Regions from separate parts of the Mus musculus genome. Here region 1 is linked to region 2. A link is a contact called in public HiChIP or PLAC-seq data. All regions are on one chromosome and are shown on one strand. The core of a region is the stretch at or near the end of the contact, and the rest is flanking DNA. Distances in the headings are between cores, read along the strand shown. Region 1 overlaps Cdh22 (cadherin 22). Region 2 holds the start of Slc12a5 (solute carrier family 12, member 5).

Region 1 (6,893 bases), core at 4,349-6,848, 230 kb before region 2:
CATTTGTGTGGAGGTCAGAGGACAACTAACTGGGTTGGTTCTCCTGGGCACTGAACTCAGGTCCTCAGGCTTGGCAGCAAATAAATGCCTTTACCACTGAGTCATCTTGCTGGCCTGACTGATTGACTGACTGATTTTGAAACTGGGTCTCATGCAGCCCACACTAACCTCAAATTTGCTGTATACATAGCTGAGGGTGACCTTGAACTCCTCATTGTTTTGTTTCTACCCTTCTAGCACCGATTACGGGTGTGAGCCATCCTCCTGGGTTTACATAGTGCTGGGGCTCAAACCCAAGACTTGGTATACTCTGAGTAACTCTACCATCTGAACTTCATGCCCAGTCATTTCCCAGGTTTCAGTTGACCGTGAATGATAAGACCCCGTGGGACCTACCCTGAGCCAAGCGCAGTCCCTTCCCCACCAGTCACCTTTTCTTCCCCTCCAGAGAGTTTAAGACAAGAGACTGTAGGAAAACAAGCTGGGCCAGGTCTTTAGAGGACGCAGAAGGTCAGTCTGTGAACGGACTGCACCATCAGGCAGCTACCTGGGGCCCTATCTGTGGCCCAAGACATTGAGAGAAGGACCTAGAAACATGGGCTGGGGTCAGAGGTCACCCCAAGAAGTAAAGTTGGTCACTGACCCACAAAGGACACTCCCAAGAGAAGATCTGGAAGATGGTCCCCCCCCCCCACTGTTTCCAACATCCTGGGCCCTCCAATTCTCCCTTCTGTCTGCCACCTGTGCCCTTGGCCAGTGCCTTCCACCTGGGTCTCTGCATACTGAGCACTCTTCTCCCTCCTCCCTCTGGGCTGTCAAGTCCTCCCCAGCTACAATTTCTCTCTTTCTCTCCTTCCCACAAAGCTTGGATTACCAAGTTGTCTTGTTTGTTTCTCTCTCCCACTCAATGCTCAGTCAGCCCACAGCCATCTGCTGCCCCCTCCCCCATCTTCATCACAACCCTTCCAAGGTCACCTGCCTCCGTCTGTCCATCCGTCTGTCCTGGTCTTGATCTTTTCTTCCTCCACCAGAACTTCCCTTTTCTCCCTTTACTGTGCTCCTCTCCTCTTCACCCTCCCCCCAGACTGTTCCCCTCCCACCCATCCCACCCACTCCTCTGTACTGTTCTCCAGCTTGCCCTCTGCCTGCCTGTAATCTGTTTAAGACATATTAGTCTAAAAAAATACACAAAGAAGTATAGAGAGGAAAACAAATAAAAACGACTCTAAGTCCCACCAGCCTGTGAGTCTCGCCCTGATACGTTTCCTTCACTTCATGTGCGTAGGTGTGTTCTGTGCACCACACACAGCATCCCGGCACTTTCTGTACAGAGAGAAGGGACAGAGAGGATGGGTAGCCCCGAGACCAGGCCAGGGGTGGCCCCTCTTAACCGCCCTTCATTTCCTTGCCAACAATCTTGCCTGGACTTTCTGCTTCCACTACATCGGTGGCTCTCAACTTGTGGGTCTTGAACCCCTGAGGAGGTTCACCTAAGACCACTGAAAAACACAGACATGAACAGTACAATATACAACAATAGCAACCTTGCAGTGATGAAGTAGCCATGAAAATAACTTTATGGGTAGGGGGTCACCACAACATGAGCGATTGTATTGAAGGGTCACGGCATTAGGAAGGTTGAGAACCACTGCCCTGCAGGAATCTAACAACCTGTTTTGGCATTGACCACCCTTCAACCTGGGCCTGGAGCTGGACTCCTCTACCCCCCCCCCCATACTGGTCCCAAGCCATTTCTGCTGCTGTTGGGCAGCGTCTGTAGGGGTCCTGGCCCAAATCTCTTGCTCCTGGCCATGATTCCTTTTGGTCTCTCTGCCCACGTGGCCTGTCTCTCTCTGATTGTCTGGGGAGCCATCTGCACCTTCCCGACTGAACACTGGCTCCCCAGCCCTATATACGATCCTGACAGAGACCCTTTCTGACCCTGGATCATCAGATTGAGTCCTGGTGACACCACTCAAGCTTGGGACTCCACTTCTTTTGTCTGTAAAGTGGAGGGGACAGAGGCTGGGGAGATGGCTCAGCAGTGAAGAACAGGGTATTGCTCTTGCAGAGGAATAGAGTTTGGGCTCCAGCTCACAAGCTCTGTAACCCCAGCTCCAGGGGATCCAATGCCTCTGACCTCTTTGGGCTCCTGCACAAGTGTGCATTTACCCTTGCACACATAAGGTAAAGCTTTTTTTTAAAAATAAAAATAAAGTCGAGGGGGAAATGGCCCTTCCAGCAAGGGTATTCCGGGTGTGTGGCTTGAAGGAGACAGCCCTGCCCAGCGCTCAGTGCAGCCCTTCTGAGCACGTGGGCCCTGCTCACTGTGCTGGCGGTGGCTGTGCCATTACCCAGAATCCCTCCTTACTCCAGTCTCCCACATCAGATCCATCACAGTGACTGTCAGTTCTCCCAGCCTGGCTGGCTTAACAGCCTCCCACCCGGTCTTCCTGGATCAACTCCGGACCCTTCTCTGGGCTCTTCTTGACAGCTGGAGTGATCCTTTAAAAGGAAAATCTAATCACCATCACTCCCCTGTTGAGGCCCTCCCGGGATCATCAGTGTGCGGGAGAAAGTGGGGGGAAGAAAAGATCTGGGGACAGCGCGTTCTCTCTCGCAGGGAGTGGGGTGGGACTGCAGGCATTCAATTGGAGCCACTCACTTGCGTGCAGCCAACACCTTTCCATGGGTGCTTTGCTGAATTGATGTGATAGTTTGCAATGTGCTGGGACCCTGTATAGACTGGCACCAGCGACTCCACCAGTGACATCTCCCCTAGACCCCATACCCTGTTTGTTTCAATTAAAACAGATATTTCACAATCCCCTAAACCAGCTGATTCTTTCTCTTTTGCCTCTGCCTTGCACATGTTATTCACTCAGCCTGAACCCCCCACCCTGATTTTTAAGTGATGGCATCTGGTGGTCCCAACCCCCCCCCCCTTTTGTTGCCATGGTCAATCTCCTAAAAGACAATTCCTCTAGGGATAAGACATTCGTCCATCCAGAGCCCATGTGGTCAGCTTCTGGCACGAACAGAACTCAGGTATTTGTGGAGCCTCTTATGAATTCAGATACTCAACAAATACATGTTGGCCACTTCTCTGTGGCAGAGACTCTTCTGTGTCCTAAGGGCATGTGAGTGAAAGAAGCCAGCAAGCATTCTTATCCCAGTGACTGTAATGTGCCATGGAGGAGGAGCAAGGCACACAAAAAGCACAGCAAGGGGTTGCAGAGGAGGCTCAGCAGTTAAGAGAGCTTGCAGCTCTTACAGAGGACCAGAGTTCAGTTCCCAGCACCCCATCAGGGGGCTCACAATCACCTACAATCCAGCTTTAAGGGATCTGAGGTCCTCTTCTAGGTTCCTTGGATACCTGATTGTATACACGAGGCACACACGTGGGCACACGCAAGCGTGCACACATACACACGCACATTGAAAAATCACAGTAAATATGAGAATATAGGACAGGTCACAAGGTGATCAGGGCTGAATGAAATACAGAAAAGAGCAAGAGTATTGATAGAGACTTGGAGACAGAGAGAGGGGCTGCTGTCCTTAGAGTGTCTGGAATTCTTCCCTAAGAGGCACTATTTGGACAGGGTGTCCAGGGGTGGGGTGCGTTGGAATACTTCAGATACTGAGGGAGAGTGTTGAACCAGAAGGATGGACAAGGCCAAGGTTCTCAGATGGGAACAAGGTTGGCAAGCTGGCAGGAGAGGAGAGAAGGGGTGGGGCTGTGATCACAAAGGTCAAAGGGCAGATCATGTAGGGCCTTGTAGACATTCTGTCTTTAGTCCTGAGAAAGGCAGGGCCATTTTCCCCTGACAGCTTTACTGAGTATAATTTACATACTATAAAATTCATCCTTTGTAAGTGCACACGTAATGATGTCCAGTAAATTACTCTGCGGCACCTACACCACCATCCATCAGGATGTCTCTTGTACCCCTTCCTGCCTGTCACATCAGCCCACCCCCATTACCAGTCCCGAGCACACCAATCTGCCTCCTGTCTCTGTGGAGATGCCGATCTGGACATTCAGAGAGGGAGGCTTACGATTAGCACAGCTTTTCGTTCTTCAGGGAGCCGAGCATCAGAGATGTTGGCTCTCAGAGAGCCCCTTCGTGGGTACAGACCACATTACACATACACACATGTATACACATAACACATACACATATACACACATAACACACACATACACACACATGCCACACACACATAACACAAACACATACACACACATAACACATATACACACATACACACACACATACACACATAACACATATACACACACATACACACACAACACACATATACACACACATACAAACACATACACACACAACACATACACACACATACACACACACATACATACACACACATAAGACATATACACATACACACACATACACACATAGACACATACACACACATACACACACACATATACACACATACACACATATAACACACACACAGACACATACACACACATACACACACATAACATATATACACACACATACAAACACACACACAACACATACACACACATACACACATAACACACATACATACACACACACATATGCACACATATAACATATACACACACATACACACACATACAAACACATACACACACAACACACATATACACACACATACACACACACACATAACACACACACATAACACACACACTACACACATACACACTCTCATTTGACATCACTACAGAGGCGTGGGTGTGCTTCTGCTCTTTGGCTGAACTGTGCTGCCCTGTCTCTGTGTGGACCTTTGTCCCTTTGTCTCTGCCATAGATTCTCTGGAGTGGGATGACTGGATGGTGCGCTAACTTCATGTTGAACTGTATCAGACTGCTTTCGAATGGGCCACCCTGCGGAGCTTGCTCTACAATGAGTGGATGGAGGAGGGGCCATCCTCCTTAGGCTTCTTAGCGTATTTAAACAAACATGCCAAACTGAGGACAAAGTGAGCCTGGCACAGGTACCTCAGGCCCATGCTTAGACTGGCACTAAAGGCCTCGTGGAGGCCCTGGTCCAGGTCACCCCAGGATGCAAACTCGGTTTTCCAGCCTTGGAAAGGAGCAGGGAGGCCCGCCTCATCCCCTCCCTCCACTAGGACCAATCCCCAGCCAGTTTCCTCGCAGCCAAAGCGTGAAAACCGTGAAAACCGCTAGTTTGGAGAAGCACCCGCATCAGGCACGGACTTTTCGAAGCTGTGGAGCCCTCTCCCCCCAGGGAGATGACAAAATTTTCTTTGCAATTAAAATTCCTTTGAAACTGGGACCAAAGAAAACGCAGAGCAGAAAGCTTTTCAAACGGAAGGGAACGCTCCTCTGTAGCAATTACCGTGCCTGCATTCCAACAGGCTGCTTCCTCCTCCCTCCTGCCGGCGGCGCTGGGAGCTGTCCTGCCTGGGCTGGGCTTCTGCATTCACGGAGCCCCCCAGGAGCCTTTTCCTGGATGGTCCCTGCTTTTCTGCTCACTCATAGCTTCTACATCCCTCCCACATAACTAGCCTCCGTGCAGGCTCTGGCTGACGTGGTCCACTTCCTGTGAGACTCCCTTTCAGCCTGGTGAATGGCTCATCTGCTGAGCTGCCGATCCATCTGTGTGCTTACCAGTCCTTCCTGGTACCACTGCCTGGCGGCGGCCCTTCCCTCACTCACAGCTCACAGCTCACAGCCCTGCCTCTCAGTGCTCACCATTTCTTTTGGAACCTCATCTGAGCGAGATGCAAATGCCTTTAAAGAGCCGGGACGTTGCAGATCTGGCTTCAGGTCCTTCTTTCAATCAACAAATAGTTATTTTGTTTATTTTAGGGTCTCATTTAGTTCAGGCTGAGCTATAACCCTCGAGGTCTACCCCTTCTCCACTCCCGCAGAGGCCAATTTCCTCCAGGTTACACCTCCCTTGAGGCAACAGAGCTGTTCTAAAGTCCTACCAGCTGGGGACCAAATGTTCAAACTTGTGAACCTGTAAAGGTCCTTCGATTTTGTTTTTGAGACAGGGTCTCATATACCCCAGGCTGGCCTTGAACTCAGCAAGTGGCTGAAGATGCCCTTGATCTCTTGATCCCCTGCCTCTACCTCCAGGGTGTTGCTGGGACCACAGGTATGCACCTCATGTCTATTTTATACAGTGCTAAGGATCAAACCCAGGGCTCTGACCTGCTAGGCAAGCACTCTACTATCTGAGCTACTGCTCTAGCACAACAACTATTTATGAAGTCATTAAAATATGCCACATGTTGTGCCCAAGCCTTAGAGATTAGCCATCTCTGTGTTTAGAAACAAGGCACTGAGGTTTGGGGACAAACCCTTCAGCTTTAAGGAGCTAAGAGTGTTGGATAAAATACAAAAATCATCTTATTAAAGCATCAAAGAGCTGACAAGCAAGCCCTTTGTAAGGAATTACCAGGAATTATTAGGTCAAAACTGGAGGGAAAACAGAAAGCCGGGGGCCGTTAGAGAGCAGAGAGGCAGCGTTTGCCCTCAGGACATTGGCTGATCCCAGAAAAAGTGAATTCGGTTTTTAATGATCTCACAGTGTAAGGGGAATGGAAGTCCAAGTTCGTTGTCTGAAAGAGGAAGGAGTCAAAATGCAGACCCTCCCCAGACCCACTGGGATTCTCAAGGGCCCCTGAGGTACAGATGAAACAGAAGGGACCAGATGGGACTCACAGGGCCACTCAGCCATCCAGGGAACCCAGGGCTTCAAATTTTAAAATCGAATGCACAGCCAAGTGCAAGTGCTTTTTAAAGAAGAGAAATTCCACTCTTCCGGGGCTTCAAGTTCTCTCCTAAGATAAAAACTAAAAGACAACAGTCAACACATAGCTGGAGAAAGCCA
Region 2 (7,033 bases), core at 4,260-6,759:
TGCCTGGTGAACATATGAGCCCTGACACCAAAAAGTCACCAGAGTTGTCTTCTTGGATATAAATGAGCCCATCTTAGTTCATAGGTGGATGTTTGATTCCCCCCCCCCCTCCACTAGGGAAGACAGTATAGAACCTTGCAACCTGAACTCCCAAGGATACCCCCTTGACATCTTATATTCTCCCATTCACTGTCAGACTCCCATGTGCCAATCAAATGGGCAGAAGAGCAAACAGCCAGAGCCAGGGGAGAAGAAGTGGTAGACAGGACTGCTAAAGTCTGTGAAAGAAAGCGACATCAGGGATGCAGGAGGGCACACAGCCCAGCCCGAGAGGTCACAGGAGGCTCCCCAGAGGAAGTGACGTGTCAGCTGAGAACTGAAGGATGACTGGGGTGGGGGTGGGGATGGCAGGAGAGTGTTCCAGGCAGAGAGAACCCAGAACAGTGTGTTTGATGTCCCAGATGTGGAAGCCAACAGGACAGGTTAAAACTGCTGAACAAAGCATGATCCAGCTAGAGACTTAGGAAGGGGTGTACCGGGGCCTAGGAACGAACCGTGGCTTTGGAAAAGATGACTCAGGGCAGGCAGTGTGAGACTTAAGGAAGTGGCAGGCATCTTGAAGAACTTGGCCCTCAGCCAGAGGACAATGGGCAGTCATTGACGCTTCAGGCCAAAGAGTGTCAGGACCTGACTTGGGTTTTGCAGCAAGCCTTCTGGCTTCATGTGAGAGCTGCAGCAAGCAACTAGAGCATTTCCATAATCCAGGCAAGGGCTGACAATGACCTAGGCCCGGCAATATGGGGCAATGGGAAGACTCAGGCCTCAAGCATTACAGAAGCATGTCATGCCAGATGTTTGGGGAGGGGGAGGGAAGACTCTAGGATAAAGCCTGGGATTTCTAGCACAGGTCAATGGGGGGGGGGATGAGGCTGGAGCTTAATGAAGCGGAAGTGTAGAAGAGAGGAGTTTGGGGTGGGGAAGAGGCTGAACTTAGCTAAAGGTGACCCGTCGTAGGGTCCAAAAACTGCCTGGGCACCTGGAGGGAGCAATCTCCAGAAAGAAGCTGAACACTGTAAGGGCCAAAGGTCAACACACAAATGTGTTTAAGCAATGTGCCAAGCCAAGGAGAAACACTCTTGATGCAAAGAAAGCTCCCTCCAAAAAGATATGGGTTTTCTTCCCATGGACATATAATTTGGTAGTTCCAACTGTCAACCTCCCTCAGCAATGAAACTGAAGGTCAAACAGCGGACATCTTCCCGAACTCCAAGGAGAATCACCATTGTCCAAGTTTCGAGTAGAGCTGAGTCCCTGTGGCCCCTGGATCTCCTAGCCCTCATCCTTATCTGTTCACCTCTCTGTATTCTCCCTGCCTCCTGGGACCTTTCTTCAGCCACCCAGTTGGGGACCCATCTATCTCTAGAGCATAATGTATCCCAACTTCTGAAAACTGCAGGGGGGGGGATGCCTGGTCCAAAAGACACCCACCTCCACTTTACCCATTGAGACAGAAATGCCGATTACCTAACTAGACCCCAACCATTCTTTTCTCTCACGGGGAGGAGGTGGCAGGGTCGGGGTGAGTTACTGGAAATGGCAGGCCCATCCTCCCCATGGAAGCCACCACATAATAGATGTTCAGGAGATAATATTTGGAGGAAATTTCTCCAAGGCTTCCATCTCAGACTCCAGAATCTGAAAAGATCTGTCTGGGACCAGAAACGGAAGAAATGAAAGTGAGGTGGGGCCCCCTCTCCTTTTAAAATGTTGACCAGATAGATGCCTTCTTCTCTTGCGGCAGGATACTGTGGACTAGAGATGATGGGGTGCAAGAGAAAAACCCCTAGTGTTCAGGAAAGGACCTGAGCTGGGAAAACTTCAGTACCAGCCTCTCTGGCTCTGGCTCTGGCTCCATCCTCTCACTCCCATTACAAAGGGATGCTAACTTGACCTAACTCAGAGGATGGTTAGGGACTTAGCTGGAATAGCGCACACCATGGTGGTGACACAGGTGTGCCTACTGTTACTATTGCGGCTAACATTCTTAGCACACCTGGTACCCATCCAGCCTGGGCTCCTTGTCCCACATCCTTCCTTTAGCTGAAAGACTTCAGGGCTTCTCTGTCTGTATGGCTGGGTGCCTTTCTTAAAACCATCCTTTCTTGGGTCTGGGTCCACCATCAGGAACGCCCCTCCCCTCTGTCTTTTGCGTTCCCTCTCAAGCCTGCTTTCTTTGCCTCACCAAGTGGCGCTCAACGGGCTGGAAGGGGGACATCCTGGCCGGAGACCCCGTAACTAGGAGGCCTGGCGCCGGTCTCCATGGCGACAGCGAGGACCGACCGCGCAGCGCGGAGCCGAGCCGGCCACGCGCCCGCAACCACTTATGTAACGCGGCGCGCAACGCTTAGCCAGACTACAGGCCCGATCCCGGCCAGCAGAGGAGCGCAGAGGAGGGGGCAGCTTGGTAGGCTCGTCCTGGGTTCCGCCTTTCCATCCGCTGCCTGGGCCAGAAGCCAGGCTCCCGGCCCCATCAACCAAGGGCTGATTTTGTCCCCTGCCTGGAACGCTAGACTCACTTGTTAAGGGGGATGGGGAGCAAGCGTCTGCATTCTCAAAGGAACAGGGCAACGAAGGGGAAACTAGTCCTAATTCCCTAGAGCCTGGAGTCTGGGTGATGGGGGAGAGCCTAGAGGCGCGAAAGAGACTGGCCAGACCCAGGCTGAGCCTTCCCCGCCCCCGCCCCCGCCCCCGTCCCCGCCCCTTGGGAGCTCTCAGCCTGAATCGGCTTTCAATTAAGCTGCGGAGGCCAGAGCTCGCCCGGAGGAAACAGACGCAGGCTAAGGAGCCTCCCCCGGGGCCTGGGGCTGAACCTGGAGGGAATCCCCACGACAACTTGGGGAGAGAAAGGGGGCATCAGACCTCAAAGGGAAAGAAGCTCTAGGTGCCAGGGATAACATCCTCGGAGTCTTCTTTGACCCAGAGGAGTCCTCATACTCTCCCTCGAGGTCAATACCCGGATCCCTCCATACAGTTCCAAGAATCTAGGCTCAGAGTCAGGGGCTCTTGGTCCTTCTTTGATCAGACCCAGGAAGTATTCAGGGCCTCCTACCACCTTCATCAAGCGTCCAGGATAGACCTTCCCCCCTCTGGGACGCAGAATGCTTGACCCAGGTTCTGGACACTCTAATTCCAAGCGCTGGACTCTATATATAGAAAGAGAGTCTCCAGATGGGCCTGCTACACTCGGCGTCTAGAAATTAACAGAGAGGCCTAATAACTGGAAAGAACTACTAGTCAGAACCCCACTTCCAGTACACATGTGCGTCTTTACTAGGCCTTTGGGGACCCCAAAGAAGCACGGAGGTACAGTGAAGGTGAAGGTCGGTGGAGAATGCAGATGCTAAGGAATCCACTGAACCCATTCTGGGGAGCAGGGATGTCTCATAGTGGAGGTATCAAAGGGGGATCCCGGGAAGAAGTGGCATCCCTTCCCTTAGCTTCAGGAGCACTGCTTCAAGATGCCTGGAGCTGCAGCAACTGGACTTTACAACTCCCCTCCCCCTGCAGCCAAGGGAGCTCTGTCTGATGAGGTGACCCCAGGGTCACTGGAGAGATGGATGAGCTGGCCAGCAGCAGTTCTGTCCTCAGTATAGGACTCAGCCCCATGGGAGAATGGGAAGGGGATATCTCGGACAAAGGATCAGGGACTCTGGTGCCCCCAGCCTTCCCACGCCTCTAGTTGGGCCTGACTGTGATCCAAAATCAAAGACCTCAGAGTCGAACCTGCTAATGTCTGTGAGCTCATGCTTTTAGCTCTTGGGGTCTTGGACCATCTCCAGGGGAATCTCGGCCCAGAGGGTCAAGCAAAGCCTGGGGGAGCGTTTGAAGGCGCTGAGCGCAGACAGCAGGCACTGGAGATGCGCTAGTGCGCAGGGGACGCAGCGCCGCTTAAGGGTGGGGGCTGGGGGCGGCTGACAGCCGTGATGGATGGCTGAGACCGCTGGGGGGCAGCGAGGGGCCTGGGAGCCCGAGGGGGTGGCTGGCCCCAAGACCTCGGAGCAGAGAAACGGCAGTAAAGGGTGACGGAGAAACGGAACAGCACACGGATTTGCTCCAGAGCCCCTTAGCTCCTGGCAAGTCTTTGCACCCACCGCAGCGAGTCCGCAGTGTCGCCACAGCGGTGGGGAGTCAGCCACTAAGACCCCGTTTCTGAGGCTTCACCAGGATAGCTAAGAGAGCTAACTATAAAGACTTCCCCCCCTGCCCCGCCCTGAAAACCACACTGTCGCCCTAGGGTACCAAGAGAAGGGGGGAAAAGAGCGAAGAATAGGATCTTGCTTCCTGTCCTGAATAGGAACCCACGGAGAACCGAGAGGAAGAGGAAATCGGCAAAGTAGACCAGAAAAACCCACAGAAGTGGTAGCTTCAGGTTGAGATAAGGACTTCAGGAAGCCTTGGGGGAGGGGGTTCTGGTTGCACCAAGTGTCCCCTTAAGGAGACACTGCAGCCCAGACGAGAGCTATCATATGCCTCCAAACCCCAGAGCCATCACAACCCCCCCCCCCCACCTTTTAGCTGGAAACTCAAAGCGAGGAACTGCAGCAGACTGCGCCCCTAGAAGCTGCTGGTCCCTGCTCTGCGCCAGGACGCCCCGGTCCCCTCTCCGGGAAAGGAGCCTCCCTCCTGCACGTCGAACAGCACGTCAGCCCTGTTCTAGCTATTTCATCCCCTTCCCACGGCCTCTCCGGTTTAGCTAATCCAAGTCTGCCCCCAGGCCGTGGATCATTCCAACCCCCAGTTCCGAATCTGCCTCGGAGCGCGGCGCATTCCAGAACCGTGGACAGCGCCTAGCGCATTCCAATGGAGCTAGCCTCCCTGCAGCCTCCGGCATCCGCCGCCCCGGTCAGCCCCAGGCTGTTCTCTGCAGGAGGCGGCCCCGGCTCTGCCCCCCACTCCGAAGCTGCCCTCCTCCTTCTCCTTCTCCTCCTTCTCCTCCTCCTCCTCGCTGCCCCCTCCCCCGCCGCCCCCGGACCACTGCTTACCGGGGTTGGCTCCCCCATCGCCGTCCTCGCAGTCCGTCAGGTTGTTGAGCATGGTGGCTGCGCGGCGCCGGGCTCGGGATGGCTGCGCCGCTTCGCCCGCGCCCCTCTGCCCGCCTTCTCCGCTCGCTCGCTTGCTCGAGCTCTCTCGCTTGCTCTCCGCTCCACGGAGGAAGAAGCTGCAGTGCCCGCCCGCCCGGCGCACACACACTCGCACACGGACACACGCTCACACCCGCGCGCGCCCCCTCTCAGTAGCGGCGCTGCTCACCTCATCCCGTATGCAGGAGGCGTGAGCCACTGGCGGGTTTTCTTTGGAGGGGGGGACCGGAGGGAGGGAGGGAAGGGCAGAGAGGCGGGCAGAGAGCTCCGGTGGCCCCCTCACGGGAAAACTGGGGGCTTGCGCGGGTGGTATGGAGGGGATGCTGCGGGGGACGCGGCCCTCGCTTCCCTAGAGCAGACGCAGCCCCCCCCCCCACTCTGGCGCAGGCGGGGCCCGGCACGTGGGCAGGTGCCATCCCGCGCCCTAAAAATAACGGCAGGGAACTAGGTCGCGGCCGTGGGGAGGCGGCCCCGCAGCGGCTGCCTGACTGAGGGTCTGCGGTGACCCCTGAGAGAAAGATGTGGGGGACTGAGGTGGCAGGGGCGGGCGCTGTGGAATGTAAGGGCCCCAGGGAGCTGTCTACCAAACTGGTGAGGTAAGGCCTGGAGGAAAGAGAACCAGACCTTTTCCCAGATCGGTGTCCTAGCGCCTGAAGCCTAGGAGAAAGATGGGGCCTAGGCCCCCATCAATGGGGCACTGTGCTGCCCCGAGGGGACTCAGGTCAATGGGTCTGTTTGGCCCATTCTGTTTTTAAATCGGTGGCTGCCACTAGAGGAGTTGTAGAGAACTCTCTCATGGTGCTCGGGCTGGTTGGAGTCTCAGAATCCTAACCCCAAGACAAGACCCTGGAGTCCACACCACAGACAAGGGGATTTCTCCTGTGGAATGATCTATGGATGAAATGCAGCGAGGAACAGGGAGCACTGGGGTCCTGTAGCACTTCCTTCCCACCCGAGATGGTGCAGCCTCTAGGGAGGGTATGCTGGCCCCAAGCTGGCCAGGAACTGAGTGGGGGAAGGGGAGAATGAGGCCACCTGCCGGTTGGGGACCAGATTTTCTCCTGGGGCGGGAATGTCTAATCCTCTAATCCAGGATTGCTTTCTGAGGCTTCCAGGCCGGACATGCTCTCCTGTCCTCCTCTTCTGAAACCAGCACCCCCCCCAGGAGCTTGATTACCCTGGGACCCCGAAGCCAGACTTGGGCCAATGGTGGAGATGCTTCAGAAAGTGACATTTGAGGTTTAGACCCTTTGCATCTAGATCTAAACATACTAGCAATGGAAAGAGGAAATAGCTATACAGTCACCCTGGTTCCCAGCTTGAGTCCTCAAAAATCCCTGGAGAATTGTAGGACAGAACTGTTCATCTTATCTAACGTATAGCTTTCATTTCGTAAATGAAAAAAACAAAAACAAAAAAACTAAGCACCCAAGAGAGAAAATGACTGCCTAGGCACACAAAGCCAATGAGTAGCAGAATTCAGTCTAGAACCCATTTCTATTTACTCCAACTTAGGTCTCTTCTCAATAGAACCTCTTTTTAAATTGATCTTGCCTCCAATGAAAGAGACAAGAATACAATCATATCTACACTACCAGCTGCCTCTGATTCTCTGCTCCAGGGGAAAAAAATCAGCAGAGTTTGAGTCTGGGATGGGCTTTTCCCCTTCTGTGCCCAGGTTAGAAAAATGCAGGACTAGAGGCGACCCCTTGGCTGGAGCAGTAAGCCTCCCGTGTCTGCGAGATACTCTTAATAGGCAGGCATTTTCAGGACCTTGGACAGAGTCGGCAGACAAGCTGGCTCTATGGAATCTGTCAGTGGTTTCAGACTAAGCCAACAGTGGGGTCTTCTTCGATGGACTCAAAGGTGCTTCTAAGGGATTTGCCAACAAG

Evidence for each region. HiChIP or PLAC-seq counts read pairs in DNA pulled down with a chosen protein or histone mark.
Region 1: an H3K27ac HiChIP or PLAC-seq map of neural progenitor cells shows a contact between it and region 2, with 2.8 times the contacts expected there. The contact joins the enhancer-like site here to the promoter of Slc12a5 in region 2. A contact is called at or near these places in 3 of 39 promoter capture datasets (the 3T3-L1 cell line, the C10 cell line and hippocampal neurons), 2 of 484 Hi-C or Micro-C datasets (cerebral cortex and embryonic stem cells), 7 of 115 datasets of contacts at active chromatin or transcription factors (embryonic limb bud, embryonic stem cells and neural progenitor cells) and 1 of 9 other capture datasets (adipose tissue).

Annotation. Positions count from the first base shown.
Region 1 is chr2:165,200,591-165,207,483 of GRCm38.p6, reverse strand. The region is part of intron 1 of Cdh22 (cadherin 22); the gene reads left to right. Among named protein-coding and RNA genes, the nearest start is that of Gm36803, 5.4 kb to the left of the region's middle. Within about 2 kb of position 5,598, at least 78 of the 459 cell types and tissues checked have an H3K27ac peak or open chromatin away from gene starts, as enhancers often do. A contact at or near this core is called in cerebral cortex, hippocampal neurons and neural progenitor cells, where this site is marked.
Region 2 is chr2:164,966,464-164,973,496 of GRCm38.p6, reverse strand. It overlaps Slc12a5 (solute carrier family 12, member 5), which reads right to left and starts at 5,509. Exons shown (of 26, transcript NM_020333.2): 1 at 5,043-5,509. The coding sequence starts at 5,094.